3 separate regions of the Gossypium hirsutum genome follow, and all the other regions are linked to region 1. Evidence: chromatin contacts called from public Hi-C data. All regions are on one chromosome and are shown on one strand. Each heading gives the region's core, a stretch centred on a gene start, on an enhancer-like site or on the middle of the called end of the contact. The rest is flanking DNA. Distances are from core to core; before and after follow the strand shown.

Region 1 (3,256 bases), core at 481-2,980:
TAAAAAGTTACATGTGAAATATTATTATTGTGAAAAATGAAAATTTATAAGCTATGCAACATAGATTTTTTTTTTTTTGGTAACCATATATTGCTATAGTTTATATATATATATATGATTTGGTGTGATTTTTTTGGTTAGAGCTTTAGTGTTTAGACTATTAGCCCATTTTTATATGGGCTGCAATGGATCTAAACATGTTTCATGAACAAAGCCCTATCCAGTTCTTATTTAAGCTTTAATCAATTTTCTTATGGGCTGAAGTCATTTAAACAGAATAATATTTTCTTCTTTTATCCCAGAAAAAGCAGAATGCTAATTGTTTAATGGATTTTTACTTATTATTTATTTTCATCTTAATATAATATTTGATATTTAAACTTAACACTTTTTTTCTAGTTTGGTATTTTAATTTTTTTCTTAATTTAATACTTGAACTTAACACTTTTTTCTTTCTAATTTGTATCCCAAAACATTAGAGTTAGCGATGTTAGTTTTTTTTATAAGGGGATAAAATTAGCTAATGGATGACAAATATGTGTCAAATGATATGAAATTTAATGGCAGAAATGGTTATATTTATTTGGAGTTTCATTTGTTTTGCTAAACAAGATGCTTAAATTTTTATTTTTTATTGACATTGAGATTACTTTGATTCTTAATGGAGGGAATTAATTAAGAGGATCCCTTTGCTTAAAGTATGATGTGGTCTTCACAAAGCCCTCAATTCCAAACAAAAAAAAATATTGTTAGTATCATAGAAAATTCGTGTTAAAAAATTGTACTTTGAACTATATTTAACAAATGAATATTGATGAAGAAAACAACATTCTTAAAAACCCAAAATAAAAAAAATTTTAATTATGTCAAAATAAAAAATTAAAATTAATTAAACTAAAAGTAATTAAACATTTGAAATATATAAAAGAAATTCTTTATCATCCATTACCACATGTTTGTCATATATTGATTATTTTTGCTTAACTTATAAAAAATAACATCGTAAGTATATTTGAGTAATTTATATAATGTTTGAAAATTTTAAGTATTTAATTAGATAATAATAATAATAAAACTTAGCAATCAAATTTTAAAATAAAAAGTAATATCAAATTTAGATAATAAATGTTATATATATATATTGATGAAAATACTAAATATTATATTAAACCTTTTAGTGAAAATAACATTAACAGTGAATTTAAAATTTCAGCACTCCACCAATAATGTCAATCAATGTAAGCCAGTACTTATTACTTATAAGTAGTTATAAATTAATGAAGAGTTAGAAACTTATTTTTTTCATAATTACAATTGTGTTATAACATATTATGAAAAATTTATGAAAATGACTATCTAAAATTAACACATAAAAATAAAAACATTAAAGAAAATCTTAATTGTATTATAAAGTTGAGACCTTAAAAATTTAAGCTCTTACATTCGAGTCCTACATATATATAATTCAAATTCTCAAATCAAATCTATTATTGTTGGTCAGTTAATAGTGGAGTTTAGTTCTTAAGCCACAAGATTCACATATATATTATTAATTATCCGAAAAAAATCGATCATAGAAAAGAAAATGAGAAAAATCACATCCTTAGTGTAAGATGTAACTCTTGGGGGAGTGACAAATTCCAAATAACCACAGGAAATGCAAACAGAAATATATATATATACACACATACATAATACACACATACACATATCTAAGGAAAGTGAAAAATGAGAACTCATTTCCCACAGCTGCGTTCTTTGACGTCTGATTTTGGGATGTGGGTAGCGTTTCTGGTGTATGTTTCTTTCGTTGTTTGGGTTCCTTATTGTCCTTTTCATTATTTGCGTTGAATTATCTTTGTTTCTCAAAGGCTTCTGTGTTGTCGCCGCTCTCTGCTGCGACTTGCAAGTTCCTAGTAACTCGGTTTTGTTGGGTTGTTGTAAGGTGAAGGGTGAAGGGTGAAGGGTGAAGGGGGGATCGTAATGGGGCTCGACAAACGAGGTTGAAAAGGGGTTCTTTTCCTTTGATTTCTGCGTAACTTATTTGTCATTCCACGTTCCATCATTTCAACAGAGAGCGAGATGTCGGTTCTATTATGCTGTCAACTGTCATTTCATTCACCCAGACCACTTGCCTTGTTCGATCTTTGCCATTTTGCCTTCCATACTTCCATTATCCAACCCCCCTTTTGAAATGCTTTATATAAGTTAAAAGTCTCTACTCTTCCCCGAGTCCTTTGCCTTCCGTTTCCTTGTCCTTTTCGTCAAAATGAGAATTTTAAGTCACGGTTTCATATCTTGCCGGAGACCATGCTATTTTTCCCTTCTTTTTCTTCTGATTTTAAGCTCAACGCAAGTGAGAGACAAAGTTGAAGGTAATATAAGTTTTAAATAGTTCCGAGTACTTGGTTCAATTTGAAGTAATCTTCGTGTCCCTACTTGTTTTTGCAGGTAGATCAAACCCCAAATCCAATAGCTTCTCCAAGGTGAGCTAGCTAGCAAGCACTCAAATTCTCATAAATGGAACAAAAAACCAATGCTGAGAATGTTTCTTTAACCTTGTTACTTTGGAATAGATGGTAAATGAAGAAAAAACGATATTGAGAGCTCAGATAGGTTCAAGGCCGCCAAGGTGTGAGAGAAGATGCAGTTCATGCGGGCACTGTGAAGCCATTCTAGTGCCCACAAATCCCCAAGCCAAACACGGCAACAAGAATTCTTCAACATTAATCTCAAATGCTGCCTATGCAAGAGGAGATGGCAGCTCCAACTACAAGCCCATTAGTTGGAAATGCAAATGTGGGAACTTCATCTTCAACCCCTGATGGAACTGAATTTTAACTTCTTGAATAGCCATTTTTGAACCATGTAAATCACTGTAAGAGAATCATTAGTAACCCTTTTTTTCCTTTTTGATTTCCATGATCATGTATTCATGTCAGTTAATTAGTCTTGTTCATCATCTCTCACTTCTTTCAGCTATTTTATTTGGACCGTATATTTGTAAGCGTATAGGGTTTATAATCGTTATGACGTCTGAATGTAATCATGCTTATTGTGAAGTTAAAAGGGTTCCCAAAAGATATAGGGGGTCGGAGAGAGGATCTAGAAATTAGGGAAAACAGACTGGAAAAAAGTTTTGCTTAAAAAGTAAACAATGATTTGGCTTTCACAGTTTCACCATGTGCGACAAGTGTTGTTTTTCCAACTAACCAAACAAATATATATATAACATAAATAAGTAATCAACAAATAA
Region 2 (3,256 bases), core at 195-2,694, 490 kb after region 1:
ATTGGCAATGTATGCAACTGCAAACAAAATGCCAAATGCAGAATGCCTTCAGCAGAGAAAGTCTGGGTTGCTTCTACCATAATTAGTATATTATCTGATAGTATATTGTATTTAAAAAAGGAAGATAAACCATAGCAGTGCATAGATCCATGTTATACTGAATCTAAGCATAAAAGTCAATTTTCTAGGTACTAAAAATCCAGTAACTTGTCCATTCTACTAAGTTCTTCATCTCTGCTCAATTCAACAAATATAATATGGCTTCATACAATTTACCTGGATATAACTAGCTCCAAATAAAGCACCATTTCCCATTTGAAACTGAGATCTGTTAGTCTTTACCCTGTATAAAGAAAACAAAGATGTCACAAGACAAAAATCAGGTTTGTATCCATGGCAGCAAACACCAATAGTACAAACATACCAGTTCTATCATCTAGATTTATACCAAAATCTACAATTTCTAACCCTATCCCCAGACTGCAGTCTTTGCAACTAAAAAATTTCCATTTTTCTTCAAAATTCAAGAAAATTATGGAAAAATAATTACTGAACTAGAAGGGGAAAAACGGAACCAATAATACAAACAATGATAACTGAACTACAATTTCTCAATATTCTTCAAGGTAATTCTTATAACAATGATAATTGAAAAAAACTCAAAAGGAAAGACGAAAAATGGAACCAATAATACAAATAATAGTGGAAATTATAAAACAAGAAGGGGAAGAAAAAATGGAAACTTACAGAGGTTCTCACAAAGGAAAGGAGGCAGCTTTGTGGAGGCGGGGAACGAGTCGGAGATGAATCTACGGTTCTCAATGATAGAATCGAGGGAGGCACCACTTTTACAACAACGACCGAATTGACGGATGGGTGAAGAAATACAGGGTAAAATTGTCTAGGGGAAAAATTTTGCTATTACATCCGTCGTTGAATGAGCTATTCTTAACCCCTCTGCCGAATGACGATTCGGTAAATCTAACGAATAAGAGAGGAATAGCCATTCGCCGAATGAAGAAAACGGTGAACCAAACTTTGTCTTAACTGTTCATTTAAGAATAAGGAGGGAATGACTATTCCATTCCCTCCAACCAAACGTGGCCTGAGTTAGGCGGAGCTTGCATGTAATGTAACCATAAATATTTCTTATTTTTATTTAAAAATGTAAAACCTTTATATAAAAAGAAAAATAATTGAAACAATAACTTAACATGTAAATTAATAATTAGATAAGAAGTGATCACTGAGCCCAAAGCTCTTCCCACCCACAAAACACGTTCTATCATTTCTCTGTTTCAATGCTTTTGTCTCTTCAACCTTAACTCTCTTTTCCATCAACATCTTCTTATTTTATTGCTTGCGCTTCATTTTCGTTTTGTTTTCTTTAGGGTTTTTAACTTTTTTTAGAGTCAAAGAGGTCTCTTAAGATGATGCAACTAAAATCTCGTGATTGCTTTTTGCATAGGGCACCAAAGCCTACTTCTTAATATATATATATTTCTTTTTGTTTTGAGTAATCTATAATGACCACTTAATTATTAAAAAAATTCATATTAAATTATCTGACTTTACAATGTTATAAAATGGTGATTTGATTTCTAATTTATTTTTTTAGTCAAAAACCATTAAAATACTAACGGTAAAGGCTGACGTGATAATTAACTTAATAGCATGTATTTTTCCTTTTTTTTCACATAATTTCCAAAGTTATTTTATAGTTAAAATAAAAAAAATTATTTTTAATCTCAAAACATTTATTGTATTTATGGTCATGTTTTTTAAGCCCAATATAAAACAATTTTATATAAACATATGTTAAAAGGGTTTTTGAAAGGACTTTGAAGAAAAAACCTCCCAACCAATACTAGTGGGAGTTCAAATGAGGGGTGGTTGAAAGGACAAAGAGGGAGGCTAGATTAATGGGTAGGAGGGTGCTGATAGGGGTTAAATGATAACTAGGATTGATTAGATGCTTAATGCTATAACCTTGGTGACAAAAACTCATGGGGATGTTCTCTAACTCCTTTAGGGAACTAAACTAAGGATTCAACAGATCTTTCCATGAATTGATGAGGTTCTCACTAGGCTAGATAATTTTGCTAATTTGACTAGGTTTTGCTGAAGTAAAAACGAGGTGAGAAGGGCAGAATCATAACTTGTATATATAAACTTAATTCGAGATAGGTTCAAATTACTTCACTCTAAAATCAAAGTATTTATACACTTTTTCGTATATTGTTGTACTATTAATATTTTAATGATTTAATCATTAAAATTATTGATATAATTATATTTTTATCTCTATCCTGTCAATCTAAAATAATGTATATATATTAATATTTATTGATTGCTTGAAAGTTTTTTACATAAAATAAATAGTTAAAAATATTTAATTTACCTCAAATTTAATATGCATGATATATACGAATAGAATATAAAATATAATTATTAGACCGCTACAATATAAATGGTAAAAAAAATATAAAATTACACCCTAAATTTATTGATATCCGGTTGAAAATTCGGTAAGAAACCGAATTGGAAGCGATTAAAGATGTGAAATACCAAGCTTATTTTCATAATCTCAGGTCAATTGAGATTCACTTTTTGAATGCATAAGTGGGAGATTCAACTTTGAAGGGTTTGGTGATTCTTTCTGCAGATTCTGGAACTCGGGCAAAATTGCATTAATGTTGTAGGAAATTGACAATGAACAAGACAATGGTGTTTTTAATCGTGTTTGTTTTTTACCTCATAGCTCAAGTCATTTTCAGTTTTCTTTTTTTCTTTATATCTTAATATGTAGCAGTTTTTGGTGAAGTGGGCACCTGTTCTTTGTTACTGCTGCTCATTTGCAGGCTTTGACACCCTGGATCACCACCACCTTAGTGGAATAAGTAAATATAAGAAGTAAAAAAGAAACACAATGAAAAATCTAGGTTTGTTAAATTTACGTAGGCATTATTTGGAATGGGGATTGAGTGACTCATTCAGACTGCTTCTCTTTTGGCAAATAAATGATAATGATATATCAAACATGCCTATGTTTATCTGTTTCAACACAAAGGCATACTTTTGGTACGAAGAGGGAAGTGCTCACAACTCACCACGCACGACCTAAAAGGATAATTCGGTTCCACCTACCAAGTAAGTTCAATTCTGGGTTAATAAATACTACAATTTAATGGAATGATAATTTCAGTAAATTTAGTATTTAAAATTTTTTTTATCTCAATTTGATTTAGATTTCAAT
Region 3 (3,256 bases), core at 208-2,707, 370 kb before region 1:
TTTTTAAGTTAGATAAGTAAAATAACCCCAGTGTTGTTTACATGCAACATTTGTTGGGGAGATGCAAGATGCCATTCCATATCTTCGCTTGGTGCCCATTGGGAACTCCTCGCTTGACGGCATTTTTTATTCGTATAAAATCAAAACAAAAGAATTTTTAGAAATATAACTAGTATGTTACTAATTGCATTATCAAAATTGAATCTACCATAAATTAACGATAACATTAAAAATATGAAATAATAAAATTGATATATAATTATTTAATTTTAATATATTTCTTCTAATTTCACCTTAATTATAATGTATAAAATATTTTTTAATAAATTAAACCTTTAACTAAAATTAAAAGTTAAAACTTTTGAAATCCATGATGTCATATTTTATGGTTAGTTACAAAATAATCATAACTTTATAACTATAATTACAATAATTATTAAATATATAAAAATAACAGTTACACACTCTTCTTTAAAGAGGAGGCATCTCCTACCACGATGTATAACTTTAAAAAGATAAAATCTATATGTGGTCATTGGTTTATCAGTGTTGAGTTAAAAATTGATTAGTAGCCATAGATGATATAAATCCTAAAGAAGCCGATAAGCTTCTATACTATTTAGATCTTGCTATACCAAGTGTTCATAAAGAAGTTGTTTATGATAATAAAAAACAGATAAACTGTAATTTCAGTTGAAAATGAAAAAAAAAACATTATACCCATATTTGGCATGATATAGACGAATCGCCAGTTAATAAAATGTTCGTAGTTCATTAAATGAGTTTTAGTAATAATAAAGGAATAGTTTTATACAATAATGCAAGAGATGTTATACAAGTTATAAAGCCACCAAAATTTTCAGCAGAATTGCTAGCTAGAAAAAATTGGAACCTTAAAAAACTAATTGAAGAACAAAAAACCAGACTAACTCCACGGGAAGGAGAAATATTTCAAGATTTAGTAGGAAATATAATCACAAGCATTCTATTTCTACAGAATGTCTTGCGTCAGCTAAAAGTATTAATTCATACTTTGAACTTAATAACGAATTTGTAGAAATACAACTTATTGATGATGACCAAAATGAAAAAAAAATAAAATTAGAAGATGTGCGGAGTTCTATAACCATAAAGATTTTTTTTAAAACATAAAAGCAATATGAGAAAAAAAACCAGAATACTTTCTAACATTGCCCGAACAAGAAAGAATGAATTATATAAAAAGAGTAGTCTTGAAAAAGAGACCAGATAATGTAATAGAAATATTTAGAATTTAGACATGAAGAAATACTTGTAAAATAATCTCTAAAAAAAGAATCTAAAGAATCAAATAATTTCGTAGAAAGAGATGAGATAGAAGAATTTTTAGGAATAATTCCTAAAGAACTTATGGATCAATCTAGAGATACACCTGTGGAAACCGATACCCCTAATACTCAAAATACTCCACTAAACCCACCAAAGAACGAACCTTCGACTTCCACGTATAATTACGGAAGTATACCACTCAGGCCCTATTCAGACTATAGAGAGCCCAAATATCCATATAAAATAAAGACCGAAGGCAACCCCTAGATGTATTTGAAGAAGACCAACTATTAAATCTTGGAAAATATAGCCCATAATTATGGCCTGAAGTGATACAACAGTGGAAAAATATAAAGATAAAAAAAAAAATACTTGGAACATAATTTCAAACACACCTCCGAAGAAATGTATAAATATTTGGAAAAATATGGGATAACTTTAAAAGTAACCATGAGAGTGAATATAGCAAACTCATACAACTATGAGCAAACCCTAATAATTTTGTTAATGCAGTCAGTAATATAATAATTGCATCAAACCCATCAATGGGGTCTCGATATCAGCAATCAAAAGCTGTAAGGAAATTAGAACAACTATCCCTAGACGATTGGTCACATGTTATATATTTCCTAAATGATTACGTACACTACAATACTACGTCACAAAATATATATAATGAATATTTCCAAAATAAGCTAATAAATAAATTACCAGGACCTCTAGGTCGAGAAATACAAGAATATTATAAAATAGTAAATCAAGCTAATAAAGGAACTTATGTGGATAATGTGGTAACCTTGGCATACTTTATAATGCAACACCTAGAAAAGAAATGTAATGAAATGATATTCGAGAGGAAAATAAAGGGAGGATATGCTTTTTGTAAAAATATATACACTGCTCAATAATATGGTAATTCCAACCAAAATTCATGTAGCTGTAAGAAAAGTAGACCAGTTAGGACAAACTACAATAAAGCGGGAAAATCAATACCTAAGAAAAAAAATATTTTATAAGAAAATCAGGAGGCCGAAAACTATATCTACAACGAGAAAGACATGTTAAACATATAGTGATAAAATAACTCGTTTCATATGCGGGCAAGTAGGACATATAGCAACTCAATGTCCTAAACGTCATAATATACACAACAAACAAGCTCAGCTAATAGAAAATAAAAACTTGGATTTAATAAATGTAACAGAGAACATAAGTGATACTGAAACCATATATTCAATAATTTCAGAAGAAATAGAAGACACTGAGAGTGAAAATAGCAAACAAGAAGAATTGAATTTTATACAAATGATAAAAGGATTTGAAGGATTTGACTTTGTAGAAATAAAAATAATGTATTCAGGAGTAGAAATAATAAAACCTCTAACTTGTATGCATAATTTGGAAAAGAATAAAGGATCAAACGATAAGCCATGTATAAAATGCAAATTATGTCCAACAATATACCTGCGAGCTAAATGTAAACCATGTTGCGCTGAAATATGTAGATGGTGCCTAGAACTTCATTTTAGCTATAAGTGGGAAGAACCAAAAGAAGAAAATATAAAAACTCAAGAAATTATCGTATTAAAAAAGAGAATTAAAACATTAGAAGAAAGAATGTCTCTAATGGAACAAAGAATGGACAATCACTTCTATATAGAAGATGAAGAAACTATTAGAAATGATCATAACCTTAGGGTCGCTGCCAGACAACCCTTACCTGAAGATATTTACGATTGGAGGTCCTATAGCTAGACGACCAAGAATGAATGTGAAAAGAAGATGAAAGAATTGTGTGATACTATAGCTAGATATGATCCCCTACAAGAGGAATCACTCAACTTAGCCCTTTGGTGGGCGGGCTTCGAGGACCCTACTTACTAGTTCTTTATGCATGGATGTAGGAAGAGCCAATTACTTCTTTGGGATCTGCACTTAGGGTACAATC

What was found. Hi-C and Micro-C count contacts between places; a contact is called where the count stands out from the background.
Region 2: a contact with region 1 is called in a Hi-C map of leaf, with 3 times the contacts expected there. The contact joins the promoter of LOC107941881 here to the promoter of LOC107906007 in region 1. A contact is called at or near these places in 7 of 34 Hi-C or Micro-C datasets (callus, hypocotyl, leaf and 1 more).
Region 3: a contact with region 1 is called in a Hi-C map of leaf, with 5 times the contacts expected there. The contact joins the enhancer-like site here to the promoter of LOC107906007 in region 1. A contact is called at or near these places in 3 of 34 Hi-C or Micro-C datasets (all in leaf).

The regions. Positions count from the first base shown.
Region 1 is chrA11:59,895,611-59,898,866 of Gossypium_hirsutum_v2.1, reverse strand. LOC107906007 (EPIDERMAL PATTERNING FACTOR-like protein 2) reads left to right here and starts at 1,730. Exons shown (of 3, transcript XM_016832837.2): 1 at 1,730-2,375; 2 at 2,452-2,486; 3 at 2,577-2,969. The coding sequence starts at 2,270. The coding sequence ends at 2,825.
Region 2 is chrA11:59,404,893-59,408,148 of Gossypium_hirsutum_v2.1, reverse strand. LOC107941881 (NAD kinase 2, chloroplastic) reads right to left here and starts at 1,444. Exons shown (of 3, transcript XR_005905034.1): 1 at 748-1,444; 2 at 1-343.
Region 3 is chrA11:60,261,567-60,264,822 of Gossypium_hirsutum_v2.1, reverse strand. No RefSeq gene overlaps it. Among protein-coding and RNA genes, the nearest start is that of LOC121210374, 32 kb to the right of the region's middle. Within about 2 kb of position 1,457, at least 3 of the 9 cell types and tissues checked have an H3K27ac peak or open chromatin away from gene starts, as enhancers often do. A contact at or near this core is called in leaf, where this site is marked.